Regions from separate parts of the Xenopus tropicalis genome. Here region 2 is linked to region 1. Evidence: chromatin contacts called from public Hi-C data. All regions are on one chromosome and are shown on one strand. Each heading gives the region's core, a stretch centred on a gene start, on an enhancer-like site or on the middle of the called end of the contact. The rest is flanking DNA. Distances are from core to core; before and after follow the strand shown. Region 1 overlaps ccdc85c (coiled-coil domain containing 85C). Region 2 holds the start of ccdc85c (coiled-coil domain containing 85C).

What was found. A called contact is a pair of places that touch in the nucleus more often than the background predicts.
Region 2: a Hi-C map of neurula embryo shows a contact between it and region 1, with 2.0 times the contacts expected there. The contact joins the promoter of ccdc85c here to the enhancer-like site in region 1. A contact is called at or near these places in 5 of 5 Hi-C or Micro-C datasets (brain, gastrula embryo, liver and 2 more).

What each region holds. Positions count from the first base shown.
Region 1 is chr8:90,655,939-90,660,858 of UCB_Xtro_10.0, reverse strand. ccdc85c (coiled-coil domain containing 85C) reads left to right here. Exons shown (of 6, transcript NM_001078977.1): 2 at 1,084-1,160. Among named protein-coding and RNA genes, the nearest start is that of ccnk, 43 kb to the right of the region's middle. Within about 2 kb of position 1,743, at least 1 of the 11 cell types and tissues checked has an H3K27ac peak or open chromatin away from gene starts, as enhancers often do. A contact at or near this core is called in neurula embryo, where this site is marked.
Region 2 is chr8:90,719,764-90,724,930 of UCB_Xtro_10.0, reverse strand. It overlaps ccdc85c (coiled-coil domain containing 85C), which reads left to right and starts at 1,535. Exons shown (of 6, transcript NM_001078977.1): 1 at 1,535-2,580. The coding sequence starts at 1,872.

The DNA.
Region 1 (4,920 bases), core at 494-2,993:
ACAGGATCTCTGTATGTTATTTTAGTTTAGCAAAAAAAAAAAAAAATTAAAGCCTTTACAGATTTGTTGATGGAAACTGTAAAATTCAAATAAATCAGTAAAACCGTTAAGCTCACAAATTGATTAAAACTGATGTACGTGTGTATATAAATATAAAAACACATATAAGGTCTGAAAATATAAGGACTGAAATGTTGATCATTGATTTAAGGATTCATTTTCCCATGAGTGCTGTGTTTTACTTGGGTGTGTGTGTGTGTCTGTGTATACAAGTGTATATACTGTATATAATTTATACACACACATACACACAACTGTTATGATGGCATTCCAGGAGCTGCCCTGAGCAGTGCTGTGGTATGTTTTGCACAGATTGTATATTACCTGCACATGGATGTGTTGTTTTTGTTCTCTAGGTTGGTGTATGAATACACACACACACAGATATTTGTGTATAGCACCTGTAAATTACAAAAATATTACATTATACAGGTATGGAACTTGTTATCCAGAATGCTTGGGATCTGGGGTTTTCCGGATAATAAAAAATAATTAAAACATTCATTAAGGCAAATAGGATTGTTTTTGCCTCCAGTAACAATTATTTATGTCTTAGCTGGGATCAAGTACAAAGTTCTGTTTTAAAAGCAAATCATTTTTAAAGATTAGTATCATTTGATTAAAATGGAGTCTATTGGAGATGGCCTTCCCTTAATTCGGAGCTTTCTGGATAATGGATCCCATACCTGTAATGCTGTATTGCACTACAAAGTTGATAAGTTGGTAGCAGTCTGTCTGAGCACCCATCACTTCCAAGGGGATAGGAATTTGAATGTGGCCAGTTTTGCTTCTATGTATATTTCTGTGTATTTGCAAGTTCTTTCAAACACAGTGCCAATGGCCAATATTTTAGATCTGTAAATCATTTCATACACCGGATTACAGGAATTCTAAAGTTAACATAAAAGCTTATATTTATCACACTCATATTATCCTATAATTACCAGTGCCATTTCATATATAGGCTTATATAAGAAGGTTCTGATCTCTGCTCATGTTGTTTTATTTTTATGTTTAATTAAGATTCCTCTACGACTTACATTCGGCAGCTAGAGACCAGAGTCAAACTCCTTGAGGATGACAACAAGCTTTTGTCCCAGGTAACATTTTCTGCATTTATTTATTTTTGTTTCTTTTTAACTGAAATGCTGAGAATCAAGGTGTTACTTTATATATCATTGTTTCCTTGCATTTCCAAGGCTCATGTTACTTAACCCTAACCTGAACTGAATTGGTTGTATTGGTTTTCTTGGAGTAATTATGTTTGATAACAGCTTATGTATCATTTTAAATAACTAGGGGCTATTAATCACAGAGAACTGAAGGACATATATGTTTCTTTGCATCGCATAACAAACATTTACCTTCCCTTTTAATGTTTGTGTGTGTATGTTTGGTGCAGCTTGGTCAGATAAGATAAGCGGAAAGTCCATTGGTCCTTGTAGTCAAGAAAGTCCTGCTGAATTCAATGAGAATCGGATGGGCTGTTCCTGAGACTGGCCTCTGTATTGAAGTTTGGCTTAGAAATGAATTTGTCTTTTCACATCTGACTAGAAGGATTCAATGAAGTTGGCCACCGCAAGATCTGATCATTTTAAAAACAAATACTCCCTAGACCAAACATTCACTATTTAACCAGTTGACCATACAGGAAGAAGATTACAGATAAGCTCAGCTCATTGTGTCATGAGATCAGCCTTCTGACCTCCTAAGTACAAAAGACAACAGTTAATTGCAGGGTAAGGTTAAGGCTGATGCCAAACAGGGCTGATTCTTAAACTGCGTAAAGACGCAGCCCAAGAATCAGTCCCTCTGCTGATATCAGCCTCCTACCTTGTCTGCACCCAGAAGCATTGTGTCCACCTGGGTGCAGGCAGGCGTGACAAATATCAGCATTTTGGACTGATATTCACCACCTAGTTGAATGCAATGCTTCCGGGCGCAGGCAAGGTAGGAGGCTAATTCCAGAGAAGGCACTGATTCTCACCAAGTGTTTTCCTGCAGGCCCATCAGCCTAAATTCCAGCAACCATTTTTATTCTCTATATACTGATATATGAGTTATAAATCAGCTAAAGCAAACTGGCAGGGGTGGTGAAACTACTGGGAGTGCAATTGCACCCTGGCTCATACCACAATGGGACCCTCTGGACGCTCTTGCAAATCTGCGGCGAAAACTTTGACAGTAAGGGGGGTGGGGGTGGGTGAGGGATCCAGCTGCTCAGCCTGTGTTTGGTCCTGGGCACTAATAGTTGTATTATTAGACACTGGACATCTCTAATTTATGTATATTTTCTCTCACCCCCTTGGCCATTTCTTCTCTAACTCTAACCCTGATTAGCCACATTAATTTTATGCAACTTGTTCTGTGCTTATTGTCCAGATAAGAGCATTCCATCTGGGGGCCTGTGGGATAAATAGGTCCCTTCAGGGGAATTTTGTACCCCCAGCATGCTTAAGATCTTCATAATCCTCTTTGTATGACATCTTTGTTTTACAATGATCTGTATGTGAACCTCCAATTAGCCAGTGGCTAATTAGCCTATGACATGGAAAATTTGGGAAAGGGCTAATCCTCATGTTAGTACATGGACATATACAAACGTGTTAAAGCCAAATTTAGCAAATGTTTCTTGCCTGACAGACCAGGTGACCAGCCATTCTTATTTTTTGTTGAGCATAAAGGTCTTCACAATCGCATGAAAACTCAGATTAGATGTTCAGATCAATTAGTGTGTGGATACTTTCCTGCATTACATGCAAAAGTAATTTAAACACAAGGGGGGGACCTTCAGCACACTGAATGCAAAGATTTAGGTGGTGGTGCTGGTGTTCCCTGGATACCTGGCATGGTAACACTGTAGTCAAAACAATTGTGAAATAGGAACCACACACACAGCTTAACGTGATCAAAAAGGTGTTACCCACATTTTATTTGGCCACAAAGACTGTAACAAAATCAATAAAGTTTTGAGCTGTGAAGCCACCATTCATCATTTGACGAAGGTTGGCTTGACTGCCTGAAAGTTATCAGCTTTGTTGCACTTTATGTGGGTAACACCTTTTTGTTCGCGATGATGCATGTGCATGAATCAGATAAGTAGCAGGGGTCGCAGGCTGCAACAGAGCTCAACCCATACTACCTGTCATAGGTCAGACTGCACACCCTGATGCTGCAGTTTGCACCTTGTACTGTTTATTTTTATATGGCACAAAGGTACAGCAAAACTGGAGAGGAATTGCTTGCTAAATGAACACTAAAGGTGGCCATACACGGGCAGATGTCAGCTGCCAATTCAGCACCCCCAATGGGCCTACCCGACTGGCATCTGGCCTAAAATTGGGCAAGTTGCTTTTTCATCTGGTTTGGGGCTGCATTGGCTTGTTAAAGGAGAAGGAAAGTCTAAATCCTTTGGTGCCCCCCCCCCCCCCCCAGTGATTGTAATCTCTTACCTGAAACCCCTGGCCGGTAACAGGAGAAAAATGCAGGAATATGATCCTCTTCCTTCCTTCTCCTTTTGAGGAGGTCCCGGGGTCTGTGCATGCGCAGTTGAGCGAAAATCCAGCTTTTTTGTTAAAGTTTGGCTTTTTTACTCCACTGCTCATGTGCGAACACTGAAGAAGGAAGAGTGTCGCTTTGTTGCACACAGCACAACCAGTACAGTTTTCCCCTAACAGGTGCAAAGGGCGGAGTTTCAGCTAAGCGATTAAAATCACTGGAGGGTGCCTGATATTTTGGTACCCCCCATTGATCGTAACTTTCCTTCTCCTTTAATGCGGTCCTTGTTCCGATGGCACCTATGCCCCCCATTTTAATCATTTGGTCCTGGGGTCATTTGATGATCCCCTCTTTTTGCGACCTCGGCAAAAAAAAAATCTTCACCTAAACGCACCAAAATTAATGTCTAAATGCCAGGCAAGCACTATGAGCATAACTCAGTGGCTCATAGCTATTTTTCCTGCATTATTCATTTTTTTTACTTTGTATTGTGCCATGCATCATAGCAAATTGCGAATTCCCCAATACATGTGCTTATAGAATAATATAACCTGGCAGAAACAGTGGGCCCTTTTATGATAGTTTGGAAAATGCCTTCTTTAAAATAGAAAGCAAGTTTGTTGAGCAGCCGAGAGGCGCAGGTTGCAGATTGCTGATCTATTTATACCCCCTGTTGCTAACAGCGGAGAAGGGAGCTTTTAAGGAGCATTAGCTGAATCTCAGTCAAGTCTAATATTGTAGCTAGAGACATTTATGCCTCAGTTCTTCATCGAGCGCTAGATTGTACTTTCCTAGAATCTGAAAGCCGGGCTTGCTGAATGTACCTAATTGCAGAATAGAGCTAATTAGGCTGCTTTTATAATCAGTTGATACTTATGGAAATGCACTTATTCTTTGCACTGCATTTTCTTGAGAAAGATGGGCCTACATATTTATACGCTGCAAATCTGAGTGTGTGTGTGTGTGTGTGTGTGTATATATATATATATATATATATATATATATATATATATATATATATATATATATATATATATATATATATATATATATATATATATATATATATAAAAGAAAAATAGAATTCTTATCAACATATAAAGCACCAGCACATTCTGAAATGCTGTACAATTGACAAGTGTATACGTTAAACCTACAGTTTTCATTCATGAAGTGATCAATATTAGATGTAAAAGGGGCACTGCTCATTAGAGTTTACAATGTAAAAGAGACTTCTAACCATAGCAAGAGGTCCCCTGCTCACAGTCTAAATCATGTGGTAATTACCAAATGCCGTTTTGTGTCAAGGTAATGTCTGTGTGGAGGGAAAAACCACACACAAATAATGTAACCTTTCATTAT
Region 2 (5,167 bases), core at 286-2,785, 64 kb before region 1:
TAGTAAGTAAGCGCTACACAAGTAGAGGGTATGAAGGCTTATATATTCAGATTTGCTCATTAAGATATTGGAGCAGAATATTGATATAAAAGATGCTTTATGGAAAAGGGTTTTGCTTTTTTGAATAGCACTTTCAGATTTTCATGATCTGGCACAATATAGTATGAAATGTTCAAATGGACAGCAGGGACAGTACATACAATTTAAGGAAATAATTACATGAAAATATACTATTAAATGTCATGATTCAAATAATTCTAACATTTCCTGAAGATATATATGGTTTTTCATCAGAAGCAAACTATTTGAAGTAATATTAAATCCTCTAAAATAAATTGTAATACCAGAGATATATTAACCTCTGCAGCAATGCGCAAACGAATCAATACAGCAATTCATAGGAGCAATGCACAACTAAGCAATGCAGCAATGCACAACTAAACATTGTGGCAATGCACAACTAAACACTGCAATGATGAACAGAAACAGCACACAACTAAATACTGCAGCAATGCACTTACTAAGCACTGTAGTAAAAAACAACTAAGCAATGCAGCAATGTACAACATAACACTGCAGCAATGCACAACTAAACAATGCAGCAATAAACAACTAAACTATTCAGCAATACACAACTATGCACTGTAGTAATGTACTACTATGCACAACTATGCAGTGTAGTAATGCATGAATAAACAATGCAGTAAAGCCCAACTACAAACTGCAGCAATGCATGGGACAATTCAGAACAAAACACTGCAGCAATACAACTTAGCGCTGTACTAACGCACAACTAAACAAATGCAGCCAAGTACAATTACACACTGCAGTAATACACAGGGACAATGCAGAACAAAGCACTGCAGCAATGCACAACTATGCATTGTATTAATGCTCAACTAAACTGCAGAAATGCACACCTACACACTGCAGCAATGCACAGGAACAGTGCACAGCTAAACACTACATCAATGCACAAGTGCAGCAGTGCACAACTGAAAAATGCAGACATGCACAATTAAACAATGCAGCAAACAAGAGCAATGCATAATTTAACACTGCTGCAAGGTATATTGCAGCAATGCAACAACAGTGCTGTACTCTGTGACTGTGTGTACAGGGAAAACACCCAATATACTACTATAAGTAGGCAGCGCTGAAACGTTTTTTTCCTGCTAATCCCTATATTAACAGCCTAATGAAGCTGCTTCATATATCTACTTATAGGAAAGTTAAGGCTGGCAGTGGCTCATAACTAAAGTGAGCGATAAGAAGGTTGGCCAGTGATTTCCAGCAGTCAGTGCTGCAGCGCTGTTTCCCAGGCTCCTTCCCTTCCTTACAGCCGATTTGTTATTTTTTAACCAGAGCTGAACGTTGACCTAGTTAGCTCGCTGTGAATAGCGCTCAGTCTTCGGGACACGCCTGCGCTCTGTATGTGCCAATAAAGCTCGTTTAAAAGAAAGGTAAAAAAAAACCCTCCAGCAGCACAGACAGAGGGAAGGGGGAGTCGGAGGGCTTAGTTGTGAGGAGGCAGCAAAGCCGTGCCATTGCGCTCACACTGAGGAGTTGGAGGATTAGCTGCCGGCTGGACATCGCCACTGAGCAACCGAGGAAACCTTTTCTGCGTGTGGCTACAGGCACCCACTTACACATGAGCCCGCTGGCAGTCCCTCTACTCACACTCCCCGGCGTTGTTGCTTCAGATACTGAACAAGTTCCCAGGACTCTGGGATATGCCAGCAATGAATGAGCCTTTGCAGCCAGGACTCTGCTTGATTGAAAAGCCATTCTAGCTAGAGACATGGCTGGTTAGTTACACGCTAGAGGATATTCTTATTTCTGCTTTATTTCGGCGTGTTATCTCCGTTGCCATGGCCAAACATTGCCAGGGAGCAGCGGCAGAAGATATCGGCACCATCTCGGACGAGGAGCTGCTGCGCTGGAGCAAAGAGGAGCTGGCCAAGAGGCTGAGGAAAGTGGAGAATGAGAAGATGAGCCTGATGGTGGAGCATGGCAATATGATGAAAGATGTGAACAGGAGGCTTCAGGTCCATCTCCATGAGATCAGGGGGCTAAAGGAAGTCAACCAGAAACTTCAGGATGACAACCAGGAGCTACGGGAACTCTGCTGTTTCTTGGATGATGACAGACAGAAGGGCAAGAAACTGTCCAGGGAATGGCAGAGGTTTGGTAGGCACTCAGCCACTATGATGTGGAAGGAGGTTGGGGTTTACCAGCAGAAGCTGAAGGAGCTGGAGGCAAAGCAGGAGTCCTTAATAAGGGACAACCTGGAGTTGAAGGAGATCATCCTCATGTTAGATGAGGAGAGGAATGGTGCTGGGTCCAGAAGCTCCATCGATAGCCAAAACAGCTTGACCAATTTGAATGGAAGTTCTGGCCCTAGAGATGTGGGGGACGGCAGCAGCACTTCCAGCACTGGCAGCGCGGGTAGCCCTGACCATCACCACCATCATCACCACCACACAAAACCAACTGAGAACAAAGCTGGGACAGTTAGGAAATCAACTGATGACCTGTCCATCCCCCCTCACCACAGAAGTATTCCCAATGGCTTGAATGGTAAGACCCATCTCCTTGAGTACTCTGCACATAACATCTTTTGTCATTACAGTTACCCTGGTAATGTATGAGTTTATTTGGGTGCGTGTAAAGTTCTCTGTAAAACCCAGCGTTTTAATCAAAGATTTATAGAACAATGAGGTTTTTTATGTTTGGGCACCAAAAATGTTTTAACTAAATTCTGCCCGAAGGCTGATAATTTAACTGTAAAGTTATCCCCATTTGGTTTATTATTAGATGGGCATTGGTATGAAACATAACCAGTGAAGCAAGACTTATATTTCAGAAATACCACACTTTTCTCTGGTACTGTGAAATATATAAGAAAGAATATTATGAAGAAACAGTACAACCCGAAACAGTAGTCTGAAGACCAAGCTTTTGACAGCTTGCGGTTTAGTGACTCTGTGTATACCACATCTGATAATATTTGTAATGCTGATGGTCTGGAAGGGTTTTGTGTTATACACAAATGCCAAGGTCAAAAAATATTATCTGTTTATTAAAAACAATGTTATTTTCTTTAGCGCTGTACAAGTGTTGGTTACTTACAGATGACAACTGTTTGAGAAACATAGTGGTAAAATTATGGAGTGTAAATAAGCATTTCTGCCTAGCACTTTCACTGCAGCAATTAGTTCTTAGAGAGGGAACCAGCAAAATAAATGAAAATATCTACCAAAAATGGATTAAAATGTCCCCAGTGTCTATAATATGATCACGTTGTTCATGTGCAGTTGTCATGGGGCCAGCTGTCATACATTATTACATTAATTTATTGTAACTTTCTCACTGTGAATTTTTTAATAAATTTGTCTTATTGTAAAACTGAAATTTTTGTCAATACAGACCTTCTTAAATGTCTTCCATTAACCCATGTTCATGGAAATATAAAAGTGCATCAGCTAATTCATTATTTACTATTAACTGTTTGGTTTTGGCCACTTTTTATTATTATTTTCAATGTTTTCTAATACATGGCAGATCTTTTTCCACTTAATTGTGGATCTCTATAACTCCCTAAAGAGTGGTAGGCTAGTAATGGTGCCAGGGAATGAGGTGTGGTCCCAGCAAACTGTCAGGAGGCAAATAGGGCCCTAGCCCAAACGGTTGGTAATTCCTGTGATAGGTAATTATTCCTGTAAATGGGAGGAATCCTATTATTTTGAACATCTGCAATTTTAGTATATATGTGTAAATTGTGTACCTATCACCCACTCATTTACACTCGTTATGTTAAATGTAAATTTGGTGCATGTGGATACCCTGTGACTTGTGCAACCACAAGCTCTATAGGAAGGCTTTCAGCATGCTTGACTAATTGTGTATTGTGCTGTATAATGTTCACAGCAATCGTGACATTATACTGTGTGTTTCCTGGCTGAAGCTGATTTTGTTATCTGTAAATTATAAGCAATTCAGCCACATTGTAGAAAAAATAATTTTATATATAAAAACAAAAAAGCAAAACACTCATGGCTCAAAAAATATATAAGTTCAAAATATTTATTGTTCAGTCGTAGTGCCATTGACATTGGCGCGTTTCCATCATCGGGATGTCCCCAGCCCCAAGTCAATATATATACATTGACTGTTCTGTGTATCGTTTCAGTTAAAGGGGTTGTTCACCTTTGAATTAACTTCTAGATATTCTGAGACAATTTGAAATTGGTCTTCATTTTTGATTGCTAGGGTTCAAGTTTCCTTAGCAACCTTGGAGTGGTTTGGATGAAAGGCTGGAAACAGAGAGGGCCTGAATAGAAAACAAAGCTACAAAAAGTAACAATAACAATATCATTTAGCTTCACAAGGCAACATTTTTTTTTCACTGCTGAGGTCAGTGACCCCCCATTTAAAAGTTGCAAAGAGTTGGAAGAAGAAGGCAAATAATTCAAAAACTATAACAAATAAATAATAAAGACCAATTGAAAAGTTGCCTAACATACTAATTGTAAATTTAAAGGTGAACCAAAATTGTTTGCATTTAAACTTTGTTCATAAAGAAACGTAATTGAGCTTATGCACATCCCACTTTATTACCAGTTTTCTGAGAAAGGTGCCAGGGTTCACAGCTACAACACCTGCATTTAGGAAGCTTGCACGTACACATGCTAATGGTGTTTTCAGCACTGTGAAACTTGCACATGATTTACCAGGTTGAATGCAAATTAGTGTATACACTGGTAAACAGTGCGCAAGTTTCAATGCATGCTATTTAGGGGGAGTTGCATTGTGGATAAAAAAAAGCATGGTGATGATCTGCATGTGTGTTAGCCCATTGCACTTTAGTTTATTAATGAGCTGTCTGGTCTTTTATGTAACTGTCTGATGTTTCATTTACTAGTGATAAGTTTTTTTAGTGGCACTTGAGGCTAACTACTGGCTTGTTTGATTGTAGCTACATGATTCCAGGAGGCGTAGAATAATAATATGCTTATTATGATGACAAATAAGATGTCTTTAGAAAGCAATGTACTGTAACTGACAGGAAAAATAAGATGTGACAATTTGACCCAAATAATTCCTTTTGTTTACACGTAGCTCCGGAACCCACAGGCTGTTGGTTTTTATTTAGATGTATGGTATG